Regions from separate parts of the Zea mays genome. Here region 2 is linked to region 1. A link is a contact called in public Hi-C data. All regions are on one chromosome and are shown on one strand. Each heading gives the region's core, a stretch centred on a gene start, on an enhancer-like site or on the middle of the called end of the contact. The rest is flanking DNA. Distances are from core to core; before and after follow the strand shown. Region 1 holds the start of LOC100277016. Region 2 overlaps LOC100384176 (homolog of histone chaperone HIRA).

Region 1 (6,018 bases), core at 2,594-5,093:
TCCTTGCGAGAAGCTAAGAGCCAGAAGAGAAAGGCTACTAGCCCATCACTTCATGAGGAGGAGCATGACCAGGAGATCAGAGACTTAGAAGCAATTCCCCAGCAAGTACAGAGGAAAAAGGAAAAATGCTTCTACTGGCCGATCTCCAGAAGAAGATTGACAAAGCAGCTGAGGAGATGCGTCATCACACTCAAGATGACCAAGACCGAAGGCCTCAACACTGGGAGCTTCGTTAAGAAAGCCCAATCAACGAAGATGAATGGTACGACGATTTTGATCATGGTAACTTTGCTTTCGATGATGCTTCTCCTCTGGCAGCAGAATTGCAGGCTACCCCATGGCCACCATCCTACAAGTCACCTCAGTTACCCATGTATGATGGGCACTCAGATCCAAACTAATTCCTGATGAGCTACGAGGCGACAATATCCTCGTATGGGGGCAACACTGCCGCCATGGCGAAGTCCTTTGTCATGGGAGTCAGAAGTGTGGCTCAGACATGGTATTCCTCTCTCCGGCTAGGGACAATTACGTCGTGGCAGAAGCTGAAGGACATGCTAGTCACCAGCTTCCAGGGCTTTCAGACGAAGCCAGTCACTGCTCAGGCCCTGTTCCAATGCACGCAAGACCATGAGGAGTACCTGAAGGCATACGTCCGAAGGTTCTTGCGTTTGAGACCTCAAGTGCCTACATTGCCCAATGAGATTGTCATTGAGGCCATGATCAAGGGGCTTCCACCAGGACCCACATCTCAATATTTTGCAAGGAAGCCACCGTAGACCTTGGAGAAACTTCTTCAGAAGATGGATGAGTACAACCGGGTTGATAATGGTTTCTGTCAAAGAAGGAAGGAAGCATATAGATATTCTGAGATGACTAGGGGCTTCGGAGGAAGACTCCATCCCAAGCATGTCAGGACAATCCACAATCTCAATGCCAGCGATGACAAGGGCCAATAATGCTCAAAGCAGTTAGCACATCTCACATTCTTCAGGCATGCTGTAGACTTCTTATAGACCACCAGCCCCGAGAGGCAGAGGGGGGAGAAGCTTTGGCGGAGGAAGGTACGGTAATCAACCCAAAAAATTGTTCTGCCTTTTCTGTGGCGAGGACAAGGGACATACAATGAGGACATGCCAAGTCACGATCCAAAAGCAAAAGGAAATTGGTGAAGCCGAGGCACGGTAGAATCAGCCGAAGAAGGTCTTGCATACTACTTCGTGCTACTCTCCATACATCCCGAAATACGTAGGCAATCAACAGCCTACGACTTCTGCTGCTTCAGCAAGTCACTCTCAAGCTTCCTGGGCTCAGTTACCCCCACCCCCACACTGGCGCCTCCCCCAAGTCATGATCAGCAGCCAGAAGGGCATCTTCGGCCTCAGCAACAACGTGACCTTCGGGAGCAGTCCGAATCTCGCACAGTTAATAGTATTGTGCCTGAGTCAAGGCATATCTACTAAAGATGGCACAATGTTCTGGCCAAGAGAGATCTCTGATTTGTTTTATTTTTACTCTTTTTGTTTTTATATTTCTTTCTAAAAAGACAATACAGGAAGGTTTAACCTTCAGCTTGATGTAATAAACATGTGCTTACACCATCCAGTGTGACAAGAGTAAGTTTCGAAGCTTCAAAGTCGTTCCTAAGGGAGCGCATGGTAAGTTTTGAAGCTCAGAAGTCATTCTTAAGGGAGCGCAAAGTAAGTTCTGAAGCTCAAAAGTCGTTCCTAAGGGAGCGCAGAGTAAGTTCCAAAGCTCAAAAGTCGTTCCTAAGGGAGCACAGAGTAAGTTCTGAAGCTCAAAAGTCATTCCTAAGAGAGCGCAGAGTAAGTTCCGAAGCTCAAAAGTCGTACCTAAGGGAATGCAGAGCTAAAATACCACCTAAATAAAAGGTGAAGAAGCTTCAAAGTCATTCCTAAGGGGATGCAGAGCTTAAATACAACCTAAATCAAAGGTGAAGAAGCTTCAAAGTTGTTCCTAAGGGGATGCAGAGCTTAGCTCCAAAGTCGTTCCTAAGGGGATGCGGAGCTGAAATACCACCTAAGTAAAAGGTGAAGAGACTCCAAAGTCGTTCCCAAGGGGATGCATAGTCTGGGTGTGTATCCGTGTGGTTTCTTACTTTTGGGACAAATGACATTCTGCATCATATCATCATATCATATTGAATAGCATCGCATCATACATCATTTTGCATCACCAAAAAGATGTGGAGAAACAAAGGGATGTTGCCCTTTCGAAAGAATTGACCGGTTTATGGAAGGGAATACTATAGCACAAGACATGCTTTCGGTAGATATATCTCTCTATACGAAGATAATCTTCGTCAGTAGTGACATAAAGAGAATCTTTTTCTTCGCCGAAGCATGAAAAGAAGGGAAGGTGTTTTTTCGCCAACAGCTTAAAAACGGTACGTATGAAGATTTCATGCATCACAAAGAAATATATTACATTAATATACATACAAAAACTTGATGTTTGTTTCTTACAAAAGACGAAGGCCATACACAAGCATTACACTTTCAAGTATACAAAAATTTAGTCTTCCTTTAGCACAATTTCAGCAGCTTCATTTAGCAGTCTGTCGATGGTTTCGTCAACGGCTTCATTAGCGGTTCTTATTATGTCTAATTTTTCCTTCATGGTCGGGTCAGCTTCAGGGTTATATGGCTCCGGTGGAGGTGAAAGTTCAGCTACAATAAAAAATGTTGGTCAATTCTGAAGCTGAAAACGAACTCCGAAGTTAAACCTTAGTAAAAGTACCTATAAGCCTTGTGCGCTCAGCAACTTCTTCAGCTCGCTTAGCTTCTTCTTGAGCGTCGTGAGATTCTTTCTCATTTTTTCTAATCGCTTCATCAGCCATCTCACGACTGCCCTTCACCCACACATCAGAGTAAAATCTCCCGCCCAGCGTAGAAGCTTCAGCCAAAGGGTCTTTGGTGTCATCCGCCGAGAAAACAAATCCCGGCTGAGCCGCACCCTTAACGTGTTCACAATTGGCTTTCTCTAAGGTCGCCGCGACCCCTCGTGCGCCAGGGAATGCGCAGAAGTCTCCCCGGTCACTTATGATTTCATCAAAGGCTTCGACTTCTCCGCTGAGCCACTGGACGACACCATTGGGGTCACCACGGATGAATTTCTGCTCGAAAGAATATGCTCCCACCCTTGCAAAACTGTTCTTTAGAGTTTTGGCGCATTCCAAGGATATTTTGTAGCATCAGTTTAAAATTAATCAATTAAGGCTAATTGGAAAGGTCACCTAAGTATTTTGCTCTTGTTCGAGCGATCTCTACGAATTCGGTAGAGACACTACTAAGGGCAGACTGTTTAAATAAATCGATGCCAAACTAACCGAAACTGTAACAATTGTTAGCCGATTCAGTTTCCTATTTAAAATCCGAGAAAATAATACTTTAACCGATAGCGCTATATATTGACCCGTTTACTTCTCGTTAAATCCAAATCCCAGATCCCAGATTTATCTGACAAAATAGAAAAAAATCAAATTGGAGAGAAACATATATATTTATTAGATATATGTAAAAAGACAAATGACTCATTTATCTTCCCCGCTCTCAGCTTAGATTCTAGGATATTTATCACATCGCGACTGAAATTCTTCAAAATCGTGGCATTTAATCGTTACAACGCCTGCACGTCACAAGTTGCCACCGTATCCAATTTCTCCTCTCCTTCTCTCCTTATCCTCACGCTGCATAACAGGCCATCAATCTTATCCTCAAGCCGCCCCAGCTGATTCTTTCGTGGAGCATCAGTTTACTTGGCCGTGCAGCTTATCTCGCTGCTCCCAGTACACTTGCTTCACCCATGCATTCACCGTCATCCATGGATCCACGCAGCATCTCTCCAGCCGCTCGGACTCCACCACGCCCGGTCGTGCGCTCGCCCTGCTTCCTGTTCCCACGCTCGTCCTTGGTTCCATGGCCGGTGCTCCCTCAAGCTTAGTTTCCATGGCCGTTCGTCCTGGCCGCGGTTCCCTGGCATCCGCGCGCGCCCATCTCTCTGCTACCGCCCTCCCATGGACGCGCGCAGCTCCCCATCTCCCACGCGCGCCCCTGCTTCCCTGTTCTCTGTTCCCGGTGCCGGATTTCCTGCGGGCTCCCTCTCCCACGGCCGTCTCCTTCCCCTAGCAATTGGCTGCCGCTGCATCACGCCCAGAAAGCGCTCGACCGCCGTTCCCAGCGTCGGCTTCTCCAGTCTGCCCTGGCTCAACGCTTGGACACCGGGTCCACTGTGCTCGTCCGTGCCCCGGACTCCATGGCGTTCTCGCCTCCATGCTAGCTCCAGCCGAGTCTTTTTTCCCATCGAGCTCGCCCTCAACTCTACAGCGCCGTCTAGCCCGTCGTTTTTCTCGTCCAGTGCTCGCGCGGTTTTACCCGAACCGCGCTGCCGTCTCCTAGTTGCCGTGCTGCCAGCACTCACCCAGCTTCCTTGTTGGCCGCGCCTCTATACTCTACTCCTACCGGATGTCGCCTCCGTCAGCCTGTCATCATTCAGGCGAATATCAAATCAAATTGAGATATGGTGAGCTGATTCACTATTTTTACTATTAGTTTTATATTAGTTTTATGATCGTGAAATAAGACGCTTGATATGTGTATAAAGTTTAAGTTAGAAATACATGTAACATCCTAAATGTCGATTTTATGTTACGTCGGGAGATCTATCCTAATCTCGGATGCTCAGTGAAAATTTCTATTTCTCGCTTGCGTATGTCTCTGATTATCTAGATTATTCATTCACATTTCACCGAATTCGGAGTTATTCAGTCTCACAGAAGGCCGAATTTGGAGCCTGTTAAAACTTTTATTTCTCGGTACGAATGCAAACTCGATAATCCATCTCGATTTATAAATCTCGTCTAAAGCTGATTTAATTAAGCGCTCGACAGTTGCTAGTCGAGCTGTGTCTAAATCTAATTTCTCGATGTTTGATCTACGTCCAAAAATTAATCTGAGTCCGTACTCTCAAACGAAATGCTTTGTTGCGTCGTTCCCTAATCAATTATTATCCGACTCAGCCAAATATCTCTATGTCCGAACCAAACTCAAAACCAGTATCGACAGTAATTTTTTAAAATGTCACGATTCGTCTTCTCCGACTAAAAATCCAAAGCCGATCAAAAGTTTGAGAGATGTATTGTTTCTAAAATAGTGCGCTAGAAAATTTCAAAGCGGAATCTCCAATGCGTTGTTCTCAAATAAATTCTTATTCGACTCGGCTTAATACCTCTGTGTCCGATCCAATTTCAAAAATCAACATCGGCGATAATTTTTAAATGTCGCGATTTATCTCTTTCAATCATAAAGCCAAAAGTCGGTCATATCTTAAGACGATTTATTTTCGAATCATGCGTAGGGAATTATTTTCGAGCGAAATCAAATCAGACTCTCGGCCGAATTAGTCGCTCAATCGTCCATTCGTTCGAACTCTATTTCGCTCTGTTCTCTATAGAGACGAATTCCGCAGGAGCATTTTTGCTCAAAAAAATAATTAGCGCAGCCAATTTAGTGTTTTGGGATAGCCCAACCCATTTGGCCCATTCAGAAACCCTAACGCTAGGGCTCCTCTATAAATACGGACCTCCTCACTTGCATTTGGCTATTTTCCACCAACCGCCTAGCCGCTACTTCCCTTTTCCGTGTCTCTTTCTTCCTCACGGCAGCAGCCCGCGCTCCTCCTCCCACACGGCAGCGCGCAGGGAGCTTCCTCCCCTCCCATGGCGCCCTCCTCCCTGGGCCCCATTGCTCGGAGCTCAGCCAGGGCCGAGCGTCCCTTTCCCTCTCGCGCCTCCCAGCCGCCCCCTGTGCTCGGCGCCCCTTCCTGGCGTCCATGGCACCGGCGTAGCTCCATTGTCGCCCAGCTCTCTGTCCATGGCGCCACGCTCGTAGCCGGCCTCCTTAGCTCCCCATGGCGCGCGTGCCCCCTGCCCTAGGCGCTCGCCTCCTCCATTTCGGATGGCCGGCCTTGGTAGCCGTGGTTGCCATGAGCGCCATGGCC
Region 2 (6,018 bases), core at 2,292-4,791, 110 kb after region 1:
GGCCTGCATGTATCTCCTTCATTAACTCTATACCTTCGGTTCTGGATAAACATTTGAGCGGAGAACAGACCCCATGTTTGTACAATCCTTGCTTCCATTCTCTTATTATAAACTTCGTCATCCGAAAGACAATTTCCTTGGAGGAAAGACATAATTTCAGTCCTCCAATCTTCACTGTGTACAGGAGATATTGTAAGCACTGCTCTCTCCATAAGTTCAATCGAAGGTGCTTTTATTGTCTCAAAAAATACTTCCGAAGGTAAAGGAAGCCCCTGTGCCGCTGACTTGGCTAACATATCAGCATGCTCATTTTCCCCTCTTGGAATATTCTTAACAGAAAATCCATCGAAAGAAGCTTCGAGCCTTCGAACTGTGTCCAAATATTTTTCAAGTTTCGGATCTCTTGTCTTGCTACTTTTGTCGACATGACCAGAAATGACTTGAGAGTCAGTTTTAAGGATTGCCCTTCTTATTCCCATTGCCTTTAACTTCCGAAGCCCTAAAAGAAGAGCTTCGTATTCAGCAATGTTATTTGTACAACTGAAGTCAAGCCTTGTTGTATAACATGTTCTGACTTTAGAAGGCGCAACTAGGACAGCAGCCGCTCCTGCACCGAAGGTTCCCTAGGAACCATCGCAAAACACTGTCCAAGCTTCGGCGTCTTTATTTGTTTCTTCTTCCTAAGCCCCTGGTGTCTAATCAGCAATGAAGTCTGCTAACGCCTGGGACTGACTTGAGGATCTATGTACATAGTCAATACTGAATTCATTAAGTTCCGCAGCCCATTTTCCAATCCTTCCAGTAGCTTCTCTGTTCCTCATTATGTCCTTCAGAGGCTGTGATGAAGGAACGATTATGTGATATGCTTGAAAATAATGACGAAGCTTCCTGGAGGCCATTAACACAGCATACAACACCTTCTCCAATTCTGTATAGTTTTTCTTTGATAAACTTAGAACTTCGGAGATGAAGTATACTGGGGCCTGCTTTTTGATTTGGCCATCTAGCTTCTCCTGTACAAGTGCCACACTAACTGCAGAGTGAGAAGCTGCTACGTACAGGAGTAATGGAGCCCCTGGCGAAGGTGGAGTTAGAGTTGTCAGATCTATCAAGTATTGCTTTAATTCTTCAAAAGCTTTTTGCTGAGCCGGACTCCACTGAAAAACTTCGGTTGACTTTAGAATTTTAAAGAATGGTAGATTCCTCTCTGTTGATCTTGATATGAACCTATTCAATGACGCAAGCCTTCCTGCCAATCGTTGAGCCCCCTTTTTTGAATTTGGTGGCTCCATCCGAAGTATAGCTTCAATCTTGCTCGGGTTGGCTTCAATTCCCTTCGTTGATACCAAACAGATAAGGAACTTGCCCTTCTTCACTGCGTTGTGCCGGACGGTCCGTGCGTTGAGCCAGAACGGTTCGTGTACAGGGGCAGCGGCGATTGCCAACAACACCTGGATCCCCCCTCTCGGGTGGGACCCCAGCAAGGAGGAGAGATCCTAGGTGGTCGGCAGGCCACCCAAGACGCCTCTAGACGGCATATAGTTAAAGAGAGGTGAACATGAGGATGAAGAAGACTACATTACTACTACTCCTAGGGAACGAAAGTAAAGGAATAAAAGATAGATTGTTTTGGTTCGATTATTGGTTCAAGCTATCGATCGTATCTGTTAGGGACTTGTTCTCAAATGCTATGAATTAAGAACAAGACAACACAAAATATTAATGGTTAAAGACCTTCGTCCTTCGAAGCATTATCTCCCTTAGGATATAATGATCTTCATACGAAGATTATGAAGGACATACCTTCATCATCTCAGTATATAATAATGAAAGTAGGAGCGTATGAAACATGAGAAGCATCATGAATAATTATATGACATCATTAATATATCATCATGAATGAATATAAACAATGTTGAATTATATTTATACCTTCGGCTTGACAGAAGGCATAGATCCAAGTGTGACGTGCAAGTGAATACAAGTCAGCGTGAACAGTACGGGGGTACTGTTCACCTATTTATAGGCACGGGACGCAGCCCGGTCAAAATTACATTTATGTCCTTGATGACTAGTTATAATCATGACACAAATTATCATGGACTAATCGGTCTTTTCCTCTTTAAGTCGGTGCAACCCTTCCTCTCGAGGCATGTCACTATGCCGAAGCTCCCTGGATCGTAGCTTCGGCGTGTACCTTCGCGCTGTGTTTGCTTATATACCGATCTTTCGAAGGTGTTTCTGCTTAGAGGACCTTCGACGAAGAAGCAGGCCCCCAATAGTACCCCTTCATATATATAAGAAGAGGTCTGGACTCATCCTAGGCGTTCCCCAATAGAATCAGCGGATTTAGATGGATAAACATGCACGAAAAAAGTGGCTAAACCGCCTGATCTAATCTTCACGCGGACCGTGCGCGCCTAGGGCGGTCCTGTCCTCGGCCCGGACCGTCCGGCCTCTCTAGGTGGCACATATGGTGCTCAACAGATTCAAAGATGAAAAGGGTTCTGATGAAGGAATGGATTTCATGGTTTCAAGCATGATGAATATAGAGGCTTGTTTTGGTGGAAGTGTGCCTACCACAGTGCAAGCTCCTCAAGAAGAATATTAGAGTTTCATTTGTTGTGAGGCTATTTTCAACAGCTTACATATCCTCATACTGATATTCCAACTCTACTATGTGAACAATGCAGTCTACCATGCAAAACAGTGTTTTAGCTGACCATATAGGTGAACTGCTAGATACGGTCTGACATTCCAAAAACAGTTGTGGTTCATCCACCAACTGATGTTGATTCAAAGGGAAGGAGTAAAAGAATCAAGAGAGCAAAAGAAATACCTAAGCCACACAAGGGAAAGAATGGGATGAATTAGCCACCTCAAAATATGAATTTCCTGTTGTTTTGTTTTACAATTTTGCTCATCTTCTCTAAGTTATGCAGAACAATAACTACCAGCACTTTTTCTGACATCAACTTATTTTGTTCCATTATCTGATGTTTCTTCTTATTAGTATTCTTTTCTTCTGAATTATGATTGGTATTCATACAGAAATTTTGCACGAGTAGCTTAGGCTGAATGCAGCAAGGGGACATGACCAAGTAGCTGCATATTCTTTAGTTCAATTGAGAAGGTGCAGTGATATGGACGTCATCTACATGGCTGAAAACAGGACCAGTACAGCCTGCTTTGCTGCTCCATCGTGTTGCACAGGATGGGGCGGCCTCTGCAGTGTGTGTCATTGCAGTCAATAGGGCCATCAGCCTCCGCCAGGTCTGACAGACTGGAGGAGTGGCCGGGTGCTGCGCTACGGGTACGGCTGAGCGGACGGAAAGGTCTCTTTGCAAAATTGTCAGTTGACGGTTAGATCAAAGATGATGGGCTCACATGTGCACTAGGCTGGCATGTGGACCCTTTTTTTGTGGTGAATGATCGATCAACTATTTCTTTTTTTGTGGTATATCAGAGACACTATTGCAGCCGTACAGTGTGTATGTGGTCCGGAGGAAGGACAACGACTACTACTACGCTGCCGCCGACAAGGACAACGACACAACTTGCAATGGCACACAGGCCGAGACTTTCAGGCCCAAGATCCACCGGTTCCTCTCCAACTGACGATTGGATTAAGCCACCATTTTCTGTTTCTGTTTACACATATAAAAGCCGCTCTACATAAAGAATTATCCAAATCACATGTTTATGGCGTGCCCGCTCAATCATCACCGCCGAAATGCTCATTGTTCCTGTTCCTCTAAAAGATGTCAATGCCAGTTTTTGACGACGCAGGTTTTCGCCAAAATACACACGGCCAGTGGGCCACCACTGCATACGGTAGCTTGGAACAAGAAGGGCATGAGTTTACCCGGCCTCCTACAGTTTAACAATAAATTACCTGGCGACCTCAGCTTCTTTCTTCTACTGTTACACAGCGTTACAGCTAACGGGTTCAATATCAATGTTTGCCTGAGGTCGCCTCCCTCGCTAAACAATCTACCAGTTACAAGCACAACTAATTGATTGATTCATATAAGGACTTACCAAGATTGCTATCCTATCATACTTACCGAGAGGTCAGTAAGTCGCCAGCAACGGAACTATCAACGGAACTGGTGCAGCTACGAGGTGACCACGTTGGCATTGGCTTCTGGTGCTTGTTGTGGTAGCGCCGGTGTGATATCCATTGGGTCAACTTTGCTCTTAGCAGCTTCATACTCTGATAGGAGATCCATAAACTCGTTGAGCAGACGCTGGACTTTCCGGTTAGATGCCATCGATGGAAGTATGTCTTCCCTGAGGAGTTGGTGCTTCTTCATCCCCTGTACATCAATTGCCATCAGTTACTTGTCGAAATTGGAGATCATGTACGCTAAGAATATGAGAACTGGAGCATCATCTATTTACAGTTCATGAACTATGGTTATTATTGTGTAACACTAACATGTCGGGAGAAAGATAGACTTACGAGAACATCAGAATCCCACGCTGGACTTTTGGGATCCGTAGATGACTCAGATCCAAGCATGCCCATGGGAGGACCTAGGAAGCTCTCACAAACCTCACGTAGACGGGATTCATCTGCTTCTCTGCATGTAAAGAAGAAAAATAAAATAAACGTGTCAGTAAACTGTCACTGACAGTTTAACAGACAGCTGAGCGCCTGAGCCCACATAACTAACCTTGCCAGAAACCGTATGTAGGATAGGAGGCATTGGCGGTACTCCTGTGGTGACTTCAAAGCCAAAGAAGCTGCCAACTGGGTCTCTAAATGGGCACGTGTCTGCAAACCATCATCTGTAACCCTGAAACAGAAACTCCCACATCAGTATGTTTTGAGCTAGCTCTGATATGCAGTGCATTAGCTTGCCACAGGCATAGTGTTCAATAATACTACAGCAATCAGAGGTGCATGCAGACCTGCTCCATATAGGCTTTCTAGCCATAAACTTGCCTACATCAATCTGCAACTTGCCTAGCTCTCCAGCTTGGGGAAAAATAAATGAGCTGGCAAAATTTGATGCCGGAAAACAATCATCAGCAATCCTTAACCAGCACTTCATGCTCATGTCAAAAAGAAAAGCATGACGGCTGGCAAGGACAACTAAGGGAAAACCACATCTTGAGAATTTAGCAGATATAACCTTTACTGCACCTGTAAACATGGCAAAGATAACTACTAAGCACCAACTATTTCAGCAAACACTAAGATGCAGCAAAGTTCAGAATCACCATCTCAGTCTGTACGCGAGAACTAAAGACTGGATGTACAAATAGTTACCTGCATGATTTGCTGATGACTCATCTGGAGATGCAACCAAAGCAGCCAATGAGTCCTGCAAAATGCAGGTCCTGTTATGGAGGTCCCATATATACATTAAACCTCTTCTTGTGACAAGAAGCAATTTCCAGCAGTCATCACAGTCTATAAAAACAGCTGCAGATCCCATCATCATTGCCGGCATGGCTCGTCTTCCACATTTTGTGTAAACCTAGTTAATTAAGAGCAGTCAAATGTGAGAACATAAAATCCTATTCCAACAATAATTGATTGGGGTTACATAGTACTTCTCCCTCATCTATACTACTCTATTAAGAATCTAATGTGGCCACCTGGTGCTACCAGGGTCAAACCCTCCGCGCTGACACTCTAGGTCCGCCCACCACACCGCGCAAAAAATAGTCTCATGTATACATGGAAATCATCGGTCAAATCATGCGGTATTTATGCACGCGAAGGATGCCAGAGAGAAATTATATACCTATACTACTCTCTTAAAAACCTAACTACCATGGCTTCACCCTCCACTCTGACACTCTGGGTCCACCCACCACACCGCGCAAAAAATAGTGCAGAGCGAGCACTTGAACCCAAACCCCCCTGCTCTAGAAGTTTAGGGCTAACCACCAAACCACACATACTTTAGTGTTTAGAAATAAACAATAATTATAAAAAAGGGCATACCCAGTGTCGTAGGCTTCCCGCACTGTGGAGGGTCAGGTGAAGGGTAGCTTTAAGCG

The links. Hi-C and Micro-C count contacts between places; a contact is called where the count stands out from the background.
Region 2: a Hi-C map of leaf shows a contact between it and region 1, with 4 times the contacts expected there. The contact joins the enhancer-like site here to the promoter of LOC100277016 in region 1. A contact is called at or near these places in 2 of 25 Hi-C or Micro-C datasets (both in leaf).

Annotation. Positions count from the first base shown.
Region 1 is chr7:63,208,915-63,214,932 of Zm-B73-REFERENCE-NAM-5.0, forward strand. LOC100277016 reads left to right here and starts at 3,844. Exons shown (of 1, transcript NM_001165498.1): 1 at 3,844-4,690. The coding sequence starts at 4,037. The coding sequence ends at 4,546. LOC103632397 reads left to right here and starts at 5,430. Exons shown (of 2, transcript XM_008654233.2): 1 at 5,430-6,018. The coding sequence starts at 5,929.
Region 2 is chr7:63,320,905-63,326,922 of Zm-B73-REFERENCE-NAM-5.0, forward strand. LOC100384176 (homolog of histone chaperone HIRA) reads right to left here. Exons shown (of 10, transcript NM_001362248.1): 6 at 5,279-5,489; 7 at 4,918-5,152; 8 at 4,680-4,802; 9 at 4,466-4,586; 10 at 3,791-4,319. The coding sequence ends at 4,119. Among protein-coding and RNA genes, the nearest start is that of LOC100384176, 12 kb to the right of the region's middle. Within about 2 kb of position 3,542, at least 16 of the 20 cell types and tissues checked have an H3K27ac peak or open chromatin away from gene starts, as enhancers often do. A contact at or near this core is called in leaf, where this site is marked.